2 separate regions of the Sus scrofa genome follow, and region 2 is linked to region 1. A link is a contact called in public Hi-C data. All regions are on one chromosome and are shown on one strand. Each heading gives the region's core, a stretch centred on a gene start, on an enhancer-like site or on the middle of the called end of the contact. The rest is flanking DNA. Distances are from core to core; before and after follow the strand shown.

The links. A called contact is a pair of places that touch in the nucleus more often than the background predicts.
Region 2: a Hi-C map of fetal heart ventricle shows a contact between it and region 1, with 2.3 times the contacts expected there. The contact joins two enhancer-like sites. A contact is called at or near these places in 2 of 47 Hi-C or Micro-C datasets (fetal heart ventricle and heart right ventricle).

What each region holds. Positions count from the first base shown.
Region 1 is chr8:36,894,263-36,900,348 of Sscrofa11.1, reverse strand. All of the region lies in intron 8 of GABRA4 (gamma-aminobutyric acid receptor subunit alpha-4), which reads left to right. Among named protein-coding and RNA genes, the nearest start is that of GABRA4, 46 kb to the left of the region's middle. Within about 2 kb of position 3,243, at least 4 of the 83 cell types and tissues checked have an H3K27ac peak or open chromatin away from gene starts, as enhancers often do.
Region 2 is chr8:37,202,200-37,208,285 of Sscrofa11.1, reverse strand. All of the region lies in intron 4 of GABRB1 (gamma-aminobutyric acid receptor subunit beta-1), which reads right to left. Among named protein-coding and RNA genes, the nearest start is that of COMMD8, 180 kb to the left of the region's middle. Within about 2 kb of position 2,240, at least 3 of the 83 cell types and tissues checked have an H3K27ac peak or open chromatin away from gene starts, as enhancers often do.

The DNA.
Region 1 (6,086 bases), core at 1,994-4,493:
TTAAAAGAAGTGTATTGAAACATCCAGTTGTATAGACTTTGGGAAGATTTAAAAATCATTTTTTTCAGGAAATATGCAGGTTTTTTTTTCTATGTGATCTTCAGTTGGAAATTTTTATTATTTTTTTCAATTAATATATCAAGTATAGGTTGACTTTGCCACTGCCTGAAACTACCCCAGTATATGCCTATTTCTTTGTGACCTACCAGTAAGTATTTGTTCTGGACAAAAGTATCACAGCTTGACCAAGAGAGTGGATAGTTACCTTAATGATGGAGAAAATGTAAAAAATCAGTCTTCCTCTAGCACTGAAAATTTGCTTATGTATTTCAGTAAAATGTCTCCTAGAAGTCTAGAAATATGTGACTAGAAATAGCACTTTAGAAATACATGACTGTAATAGACACATTAAAATGGAGTTAAAGGTTAAAATGACAATTCATAGGGGATTTCAGAGTTTCATGAAACAATTGGAGTTAATTACTGGTTACAGTTAACTTCCTGGTTACTATCCAGGCATTCTGTAGCCATTAAGTGGAACTAGCCACTCACAGTATTAGAAATCACAGTGTTATAAAGCGTCCAAGTTCTAAGACACATAACAATGAAGAAAACAGAGAAGTAAAAAGGATCTCAAATCTTCATAGTTTGTGTAAGGTGAAGGCTAATTGTTCTATAATATAAAAAAGTTAGATACTGTTACTTTATCAGGAATTTTATCAGACGTTCTTCCTCTTTTGAAAAAAAACTTTACAGAAAGATGTAAAATTTGGAGCTGAAATATGTAGGGTGAAATCAGAAATAGAAAGAAGTATTGAATATCCTTTCTTCCATGTCACTTGCTGGGCACTGCTTTGTGCATTACCTGAGCATTTCAATTTTTGAGGGTTTTTTTTTTTTTTTTTCTGTGAAGCACTAATTTGAGGAAATCCTAGTTTCATCCTATGTGTTGGCTTGAATGAAAGTAGATGTTGGGCTTGTTCTGGGAAGAGAGAGGTAGAAATAACAGTGTCACGTTCTGGAGAGAACACTTCTGTGTTTGGGATTCTGGGATTCTGCCTGATAGACTTGATTTTGCACTGAGTAGTATAACCTGATTCGTTGTAGAGCTGTTCATCTCAGCAAGAATGACATTAGATATATGTTTATTCCAGGCCAATCTGCCAGCACAGTAGAGTGAGCACCATCATACATCTCAGCAAGGCAAGCAATGAGATGACTGCAATTGCTGTTGTTTCTTCACAAGCTCACCATAAAATGCTTCCCCAGCTTGAATACTTGCGGAGTCTGATGATTGTCTTTACTCCTTTATTGTCTTTGTGGTGTTCTTTCTTTGTATTGCATCATCAATATCCTATTTTCTTTCTGAGGTTCTCTTTGTTTATGATAATAGTTGGGTATATTTTCAAAGGATAAACATGTGTGATTACTTTAGTGGTTAAAGGACACATTGGATATTGATTTGAGGTCAGATGGCTGTTTCAGATCTGTTGGATGTGTGTTCGTGGCCCAAGCCTGGCTAGGTTCACTACTAGACCAGTTTAACAAGTACTAAGAAGGTAAAGACATTAGCCAGAAGTCACCTGATCTATTGATGATAGATTAAGATGGCAAGAACGTATGTCCAAGTGGACTTTGTTACCCCTGGTAACAACAATTCATTTGATTCATGTAGGAAACTCCCATTTGCCCAAGGACCAAAAGAACCAAAACCCTACATAGGTAAAAGCAGTTTTTGATAATACTGTATAGTTAGTGCTAACATGTATGATTATGCCACAATACAGTTTTAGTGGAAAGTTAGTGTTTATGATATCTGAATGTTTTGAAAATTGGCAATGCATGAGTAAAAAGGGACTTTCTGTTAAGGACAAAAAATTAATCAGAAACTCATTCCAAAGCTTAATTTCAGTGTTCAATTTTTTTCACAATTCATCAAGCTGACAGTAAAAGTTGCTCCATTGCTCTTTTTGACTGATCATTGTAACTGTTCCCTTCTAATTATTCCGCCAAGCAGACCAAAAAGAGCCTGTGAAGCCTGGCTCCCAGGGTTTTTGAGGCATCAATGAATATGGCAAAAATTGTGTTGTGCCAGAAAACATTTTTGAAGATGGCTGCAATAAGAACTCTTGCCACTGGCCATCCATCCCACGTGCATTTCTCACAATGTGTGGTGGACAAATGTTCCTTCACGCTTGAACCTGGGTGGACCTGTGACCACAGGAGAAGTGTTGCTTTATGACTGTGAGGCTGCATCTCTTAAAATTGCTTTCTTGGACTCAGCCACCATACTGTAAGGAAGCCCACGGTGCATAGAGAGACCACAGGAGGGTATGCTGGCTGACAGTCCCAGCATCAGTGGCAGGTATGTGAGTGAGATGCCTCCAGTACCAGCTGCTTTGACTGAAACCATGTGAGGGATGCTGAATGAATGAGATCTGCCTAGCTGAGTCCAGCTAACCTCCAAACCCATAAAGGAAGGTGTTAACCTGATTGCTGTTGCTTAAAGCCATGATCCTTTGGGGTGATTTATTATGCAGCACTAGGTAGCTGGAACATACGTGCTTTTAAGTCTGACATGCTCAAGTTAAAATATTGACTCTACCCACCACTAGTGGAATGATGTCAGCCAAGATTTCAAATTTCTCTAATTCTCTTTGTTCATCTTACAGATGTTTAATCTGGAATACTGCAGGTGCTCAATAAATATAAGTTTCTCCATTTTGTCCCTGCCTCCCATCCTCCCCTCCTCCCTTCTTTCTTTCCTTCCTTCACTCCTTCCATCTTGCCTTTCTTGCATGCTTTCTCCTTCCCTTTCTTTCCTCCCATGTAAATTCAACACAGTACAGCTGCTTTTGCGGTAGGCCATTTTAAACTGGAATAAACTGGAATATATTAGTGCCAGGTGTGGATTTAATTGGACCCTTACTTAAAAACGCAAGCAGACAGAATTCAGGATGCTTTATTTTCCGGTGAAAACTGCTGAATCACTGGTTCCAAAATGGGCACGAAATACGCCCAGACCCTCCACAGACAGTGTGTGTGGTGCAATTGAGTGCCTTGGGGGAGTAGGGTAAACACATTTTTTAAAAAAGGCGTGTTTCCATCAGTCCACAGTGAACGTTATCTGAATTCAGTTTAGGCGAAGAATAATCTTCAAAAGCTAGATAAAGGAAATGAAGGCATGAGCAACATGTTATTTGTAGGAATGACATACATTATCTCCTTGGCAACTGCAGGGTGGCATGCAATTTGGCAATCTGTGTTGTGTCATCTCGGATGCCTGGAAGTCACTGTTTCCTATGGAAACAAAAGAAGGAACAACATGAGAAAAAGAGTTCTGATTTTTGTACGCTGGGAAAGTATTTTAAAACCCAGGGACCAGCAGGCTTCCACAGCATCGCTAGAACTCGAAATGGCATTAAATTTTCATTTATTAATTCCACCATGCTTTCGAATATGGATGAGATCCAAATTTTCTTTGGCCCTGCTGAGCTTTTTATTCATTCTTTGGGTTCACATGGTGATCCAGACTTTGTGTAGAGCTTTCAATGCCGTGGTGTGTAGTAGGTCTTTCATAAACATGAGGGTCTCAGCATACACGCATTCATTTATTCATTCAACAAATACTTGTTGTCTAATTTGTGCCAGGCATTGTGCTAAGTATTGAGGCTGTGTAGATTGCTTGCTTTACATTTTACCATCATCCTGTTATATCCAGGGGATATTGTGGTGTTTCTTTATTTGAAGTAAATCAATAAGTTAAAAAGCATTCATTTAGCTCCAACCTGGAAAGCCTATTATAGAGGAGCTAAGAGATGTCAAAAGTGAAGCATACAGCTACGCAATACTAGATGGCATAGAATAGTTCTCATCATGGCTTTTCTTTGGTCAGTGATTTCAGTGAAATTCCCTCGGTATAGTCACCTTGTTTTCATCACCAGTTTCCAAGTGAATGGCTCCAAAATATTTATGATAGTGACTCACACTCAATATAACGTCTTTCGAGAGGTAATTTGATGAAATCGAATGTCTTAAATGAAGGACATTCCGATTGCAATGTAGCTAGAGTCTAAAAGTTTCCACTTGGATGAAAGTCAAAGAAGTATCCAACATTATAGAATGCTACAAAGGCAGCCTACACCTTTGCAGTGGAACTGAGTGATCATAGCAGGAGAATGATCAAAAGCATTAAAGCATGGCAGTAGTGTTGCCAGGATCACCAATGGGCTCCTGAGAATTCTGGCACAGTCATGCTGGAGACAAGGTCTTGAGATTCACTGAGAGACCACCGTTCAAGTAGTCAGTTCTTTCCAAGGATGATCTTGCCTTTTATGAATCTGTTTGGTGTTTCCAAAGCATTGCCTTACTCTGCTTATTCTATATCCATTTCCAGCCCCATCATGGCAGAAAGTGAGGCTAAGATGTTCATCCACATCTCGAGACCTATTAAGAATGACCTTGGAGGGAGTTCCTGTCGTGGTGCAGTGGTTAACGAATCCGACTAGGAACCATGAGGTTGCGGGTTCGGTCCCTGCCCTTGCTCAGTGGGTTAACGATCCAGCGTTGCCGTGAGCTGTGGTGTAGGTTGCAGACGCGGCTCGGATCCCGCGTTGCTGTGGCTCTGGTGTAGGCTGGTGGCTACAGCTCCGATTCGACCCCTAGCCTGGGAACCTCCATATGCCGAGGGAGCGGCCCAAGAAATAGCAAAAAGACAAAAAAAAAAAAAAAAAAAAAAAGAATGACCGTGGGGGCAGACAAGCTAATGGCCACAGAAGAGCCTCACAAAGAAAGCCTGTCAGGCTGACAATTCTCAGTAGTGACTTCAGGTGTTCTTCTAGCTGTATGGCTAATTTTGTAATTCCAGTATTAAAATTAACAACCAGATTTCATTTCCTGGATTTTTTTTCCCTGCTAGGGTATTATTTTACTATGTCCTCTCTAAGAGCAATATTTTAGCTTAGAATTTTCTTGGGTTTGTGGATATATTCATGGAAGATTTAAATAGCATTGCAGCTGTACAGAAAAGCTGTTCTCGTGTGTGCTTTGAAAATCAGCTTTTCAATAACTGATAGCTTTAGAACTGTGATTGAGAGGAAAAATCCAGTCCTTGTTAAACAAGCTATTTCAGCCGCTGGCTCCATGTTTCAAGCAGTCTGAAGACAGAGAGGCACATATGTCTCATCACTTTGCTCCTGGAGAGGCAGGTGGGTACCCATAGCCTTCAGGTTGTAGCAGAGGCCAAGGGGAAGGTGAGGTTTGACCCAGGAGGTGACTGTCTTCTCTCATTCTGTCTTACTTTTAAACAGGCAAATGTATGACATGAGAGAGGAAAGGCATTTAATTCTGGTTATCAGTTAATATTCCGGGATTGACTCATTAAACAGTCCATTAACTACTGTAGTGGCCCAGGAAGTACAATCTGGATGGAGTAAATGACAGTCATCTGGTTTTCAAGTGGATTTAAATGGGCTGCTTTTGGCTATATCGCTTTGCCAACTACTTATCTCTTGAGACACATTGTGTGAGATGCCTTTCTGCTGTTTTGAGTGTCCAGGAGGGAATGGTTTTGTTGTTGATTGATTTCAATACCATTCACACATCCCGCATTTATTATTTATTCATTTGACTTATTTTTATTGAATACTTCTTAGTGCTTGGTCCTGTGCTAGTCGGTGGGGAGAGGAAGAGAGGAAGACAGGGTTGCAGCCCTAAAGAAATTCACAGCACACAGCCAACATGCTGCATGCCAGGCCAGGAAGAAGCATAGGATGCTACAGGATGATGTCACAGTACTGCTTGGCAGCTCTGTTTGGGGGGGGAGATTCTGATAAGGCTGTAGGGGGAGTGTGGCAGGTGAAACTCAGAGGAAGTGATGGCTAAGTGTTATCACAGAAAGCATGGAAAAGAGGCAATGAAGATGGAAGAAAGGCAGTGAGAAGAGGATGTGCCAAGACCCAGAAACAAGACAATGTAGCTCATCCTTGTAGAACTAAATGAAGACATGCTGGCTAGAATCCAGGTGTTTTAATTGGGTTTCCTCAAAGTAGACTCTGTGGCAAGGATTTGTGTGCAAGCAATTTATA
Region 2 (6,086 bases), core at 991-3,490, 310 kb before region 1:
TGAGTCAAATGTTCATTGACTGGTCTCTGCCCTTTCCAAGAAAATATTAATAACCTGCCCTTCATGGCGACCTTTTAACTTATTCTCATACCAGAGAAGGTAACCAGCTGAAGGGCGTTATAAGAGTTCAAGGAGATCTCCCTTGCCTCCATTAACTCTCTCTATCCATGCTTCATATCAGATTTAATTTTGTCTTAAAAATTTGATTCTGGTTAATCATTTAAGCTTCTTGACATTATTTATAATTTGGAATAGATGTCAACCTTTCTATAGTTTTGTAGGAATTGGGGTTGAGAGTATTAAAGAAAGGAACTACACGAGTGGTGTATATATCACCAGAAGGGGTATTGGCAGTGACTTCAGCTATGACTGGGGAGGTTTGCAGTACAAAAATCCAACATTGTTCTGACACCTTTCGGACCTGGGTTTGAATCCAGCCCCAGCACTTGTTAGGTGACCTTGAGCACATTATTTAACCTTCCATAGCCTCAGTATATATTGATGTTAATAAGAAATACTTTGTAGGATATTGAGTAGAATGAATGAAATAATAAATAAAAAATTAGGATGCTGAACAGACTGAATAAGGTAATAAATGACACCCCCCCAATTTAGAACAGTGCCTTGCTCATAAAGGAGTACATAAACGTTTGTTATTTCTAATATACAAACATACCTTATAAGTATTGCAGAAAAAACTAACTTGTTACTCTAGAGACCAGGTTTGGCTTGCTCATTACTCTTACAAGTTTTGCATCCGCCCCCTTATTTGCCTTGTTTCTGACAATAATTAACATGGTAGATCATCCAAATTGTTAACTTTAGAATTTGGGGCTAAGTGTGCATCATCTCCCTAGCCTAGGAAACTTCCTGTCCAGTGTGAGCCTCAGACTTATCTGTGGCTGACAGTAAACAGAGGCATGCTGGGAATGTTGAATGTGGCTGTCTCAAAGATGGATGTCTGTTTCTGCATGATCAATGTGACTGTGGTGACTGCATTGATCACATCAATGGCAGCAATGAAAGTCCTGTTCAAGGCTGCAGTTCATTTAAATCAGCTGCATATAAGCATGACCTAGAATAGATTCACTTGATTAGAACTAAGGGAGCAGGCAGGCAGTTGAGTAGAGTATGGGAACTAAAACATGATATATTTTTTAAAAGTGATTTTTTTTTCATTATAGCTGGTTTACAGTGTTCTGTCAGTTTTCCACTGTACAGCAAAGTGACCCAGTCACACACACATATTACATTCTTTTTCTCACATTATCCTCCATCATGCTCCATCATAAGTGATTAGATATAGTTCCTAGTGCTATACAGCAGGATGTCATTGCTTATCCATTCCAAAGGCAATAGTTTGCATCTCTTAACCCCAGACTCCCAGTCTATCCCACTCCCTCTGTCTCCCCCTTGGCAACTGCAAGTCTGTTCTCCAAGTCCAATGGTTTTCTGTGGAAAGGTTCATTTGTGCCATATATTAGATTCCAGATATAAGTGATATCATATGGTATTTTTAAGACATGATATTGATTGTTTCTGTGTAATTGGTTAGAATAGAAATTTACTGAAGTGATAATTCTGAGCTTAGAGACAAGAGATCTAGACATTATGGTGCACTGGCCTATCACTCATTTCCAATGTAAAAAGACACTTTCTGAGAAGAATGGAACTGTTTATTATATATATCTATATATCTATATTCCTAGTGGATTTATAGAAAGTTGCATGTTATTTTGTGCACATAAAATATGTTAAATATTGTGACTCATTAGTAAATCAAATTTTGATTAATAAACTATCATTCTTTTGAATTCTGAATTTTTAAACTTCTTTTGTGATATATATATATATGTATCTTTGTTGTCACTTTGTGATTTTCCTAGAAAAGTTATTACATCTAGTAAATTTCTTTTGTTTTCATTTTCTCAAGTCATTATTTTCTCCGTGGTGGTCATAATTGCCACTTTTATTGTCAATATCTAACTTTGCATTTTAGAGCAACATGCTCATGGCTTTTGATTTCTGGGTTAAAGAACGAATATATTTAAATATAAAATGATAGGCACATAACCTAAACTTAACTACGGTTACGTCGAGACAGAATTATGCTGTTCAGAAAATATCACAAGCCCCTAGAACTGTTATCTTGGCTGTGTCTGCACGCTTCTGAACTGATTAACAATTCTAATCAGTTCTGGAAAGTTGAACATCCATCTGTTTTCTGATGGTTTCATGTATATTAACTTTCATTACTTATAACTGTATGATATCACTGTACATGGCACTCTATCAACAGGAATATGATAGCACACACGGCAAGAAAATGAGTTCTTTTAACTGAATGGGATACGGACATGCGAGAATAAAGAGATATATCTAGAGTGCTGCTTTTCATCCTCTAACTATACTTTCACCCATTAAAAAATTGTCATCTACATCATGTACAGGTTGTTAGTTTAAACAGCCTTTTCAGAAACCTCACAGGAGCTGGCTCCATCCTGTCTCATTTTGTTCAGCACACTATTTTAATTGCGTGTCTTGCTGATAGAAAGGGCAGGCACCAGAGTGAGGTGTGAGATTGAGGAAAGCAAGCGCTGCCACTTATTATCTTCGTAATAGCAGTGCTTTAGACCTGATCTATTTTTAAACAGACTGTTGCTCTCTTGTAGAGGTGTCAAGGAAGGGAGTAAAGAGTCTTCTTTTCTTTCCCAATTAGGATGAACCAGTCAAGAGGTCAGAGCATGGATTTTCACCAGTCTTATTTTTTTAGATGCTTAGATTTTCTTGATTTGTAGAAAGCTATTTAACTAGATGGTCCCTTGCCCTCCTCTGCCCTCGGTTCCCAAATAGAGGAGAGGAGACACTCCTTACCAATCTTTCTCTCCCCTCACCCTTGTCCTCCACACAGCCCTCTACTTCCAGTGCATGTAGCCGATGGGAGAACCTGGCAGAAGATGAGAAGTAGGGAGCATAAAGAGGTCAAGTGTTATCTCTTTTCCCTATGTTGTCTCACACTGGGTATGATCCTCAACAAAATGTCACAGATCTTCTGTCTATAGCTCTGCAACTACTGCCAACGGGGTCAACAGTTGATTGGAACCTCCTCTTTCAAACCTGGTCTATTTTATTATGGATACAAATATGTGAAATAACTCAAAATCATTTTTAGCATATAATTAGCATGGTGCCTAGAGCCAGATGGTGGGATTTCTAATTCCTGCCTCCCTTCCCCTTTAGTTGTGATCTTTGAGCAATTGTATCACTCAGGGTTCCATTGGGAAAGAGGTACTCCCTCAAAGTAGAATAATTTGAGGAGAATTTCATAAAGGGACCAATTTTAAAATTGTAAGCAGCTTGTAAGGAAACTGTGAGGGATTGTTTAGTATGCTAGACCTAGTAACAGAGGAGCTCTTACTCTCTTTAAACCTGAAAGGAAGAGGGCAAGAGTTGGTTCCTTGAACCAGGAAAGATAAAGCTGTGTAGACAGGGCTACAGACAGAGGATCTGTGACATTTTGTTGAGGAACATAGCCAGTGTGGGAAAACAGAGGAGAAGGAGATAACACTTGACCTCTCCCTGTTCCCTGTTTCTCATTTCTTGCCAGGTTCTCCTATTGGCCACATCCAACTTGAAGATTGCCCACACAGGTCAGCTTCCTGAGGCAGAAAGCAGGTAGAAAAAAGTGAAAAGTATATTTGGAAGGGCAAAAGGAAGATTATCTGAAACAGCGAGTGATTTAATCTGTGAATCATGTTCTCTGCTTCTGTAAAGTGGGGCTAACTATAGTACCTACATTGTAGAGTGTAGGGAGAACTAAATAAAATACTAAGAGTAGAGTATGTGCTACAGTTCCTAGAGCAAAGCAAGCAAGCACTGAATGCACACTAGCATTGTTATTCTTTGGGAATTTTTTTTTACTGCCAAAGTGGTCAGTAGTTGACTGGAATGTACTCTTTCAAGCCTGTTCTATTTTATTATGGATATAAATATGTGAAATAATAGTTAATACAGTTAATTATAAATTACGAGTCCACTGTGAGTCCTTAAAAAACATCTTCAAACTATGCTCCTTCCATCCTTTCACTTCATACATTATCAAGTTCTATTTCATCTGCATCCTCACTCTGACTTAACTCAAGCCTCCATCATCTCTGCATTGGATTATTACATCCACTTCTCAACTGGCCAGCTAGGCTTCTGGCTTCCCATTCCCCAATCCATTCCTACAGTATCAATACTTTTAAACTGGACCTTAGGATAAACTGACACCCATCTCAGTAAAGGTCGAAGTTGTTTGATGATCAGTGTCTTTTCTTTCTCTTCTGACCCAATCTCTGGCTATGTGTTGATTACATTGCATCTTCAGTAACAAACCATCCAGCAATCCCCTAATACATCATCCTATTCCAGGGGTTCTCAGAGTGTTGTCCCAAACTGGCAGCATCAAAATCAACTACAAAGTGTTAGAATGGTAAATTCTTGGGCTCTATCTGAAACCTATTAAACCAGGAACTCTGGAGAAGAGGCCAGCAAGCTGTGTTTTAACAAGTTGCTCAAGTGGTCTGGTAAACACACAGATTTGAGATGTGCTGCCATGCCTCTTGGTCTCAGAAATGTCCATTCTGCTTACTTTCATGCCCAAAACTTATTTTGGGCATCAAAGACTTCAGAATTGACTTGCTGATTGATTGGTAACAAATTAATTTTCATTTCCCTGAACTGAAATAATTATTTGTTCAGATAATGCCCATATTTGAAACGAACAAACCTAACTCTTATGGTAACTTTTTAAGAAAATAGTTTTGTACAAATATTTATTCAGAAGGGTTGATATATTTGCTAGGAGAAAGGACAGGGTTTTTATATAATCAGGTTTCTTCTGAAAATATGCCAGACAATGATGAATAACTACTTCTTCTCCTACTAATAACAGTTAATGGTTTAAACTCTATTTAATTGGCCTCATTTTATAGATGAATAAACTGCCGCTCAAAAGGGTTATGTAACTCGTAATCAGAATTACGAATCTAACAAGCAGCAGAGCTAGGATTTGAACTCAGGTATATTTGACCTCCAATATCAGATATTTAAACATCATATTATCTTTGAAGTATAGAGAAAGCAATTGCCTCTATTTTCTGTCAAGCCTTCCCTTTTTAATTCAAGCAAAGTAGAAAGAAGTTGATTCTCTTGCAGGCAATGGAGTATAATTCCATTTGGTCTCTAGGCAAATGACAGACATGTTATGATGTGGTCGAGTGTCAGTTCTCTTCCATAGTCTCATGGAAAATTAGTTCTTTCAAACTGATTACATACAAGGCTTGATATAAAAGATGATAAAATGAGAGATTTTATGTGTGACTTATCCTTGCGTACAACTCAAGGATTCACTTGTAGAATCCTTCAATTGTAGAGTGAGAAGGATTCAAGGTTATCTATAAAATAATGTTTCTTCCAGATTCTTGCATTTCAATGTGCTTCTGTAAAGGGAAGAGGGAGAGGTTGGTGATATAGTTATTGGGCAAGGTATTGTGCAAATATTACAGCCAATTTGTGGGAGTGGCAACATCATACTTCATGTGCATTGCAACATGGAGAAACTGTCAGGTGTGACTTTATAGAACTGGTGAGTATATAATCAGGTGGGGATAAGGGGGTTGTTGAGAAAGCCTCTCCCAAATTTATTTCTCACTAGAGACAGGAAAATTCTATGATAATGGATCCTCTGGTGAAGAAATGGCAGGACTCAAAACTTCTTGATCATGGGCCCCAGACAAAACTAGGAGAGAAAATGATCTAGCACATTTGCAAAATAACTACCTCAATGTTTCAACACTTTCCTTTTTTCTAAAATAAGATGTCCTCTATTGTCCCTGCAATAGCCTCTATTTTTATCTATAAGCACTATTAGCTCATTTACTACTCTGGTCTCAATGAAGTCAGAGAGAGTGTTCATTTTATGGATCCCATTAATGGGTAGGACCAGTATCTTCAATAAAGTATGCAATTACCAGTCCATTACCTATTTTACTAGAGAAATTTCATTACAACATTTTTTTGGGAATACTTGACTATTAGAGCCT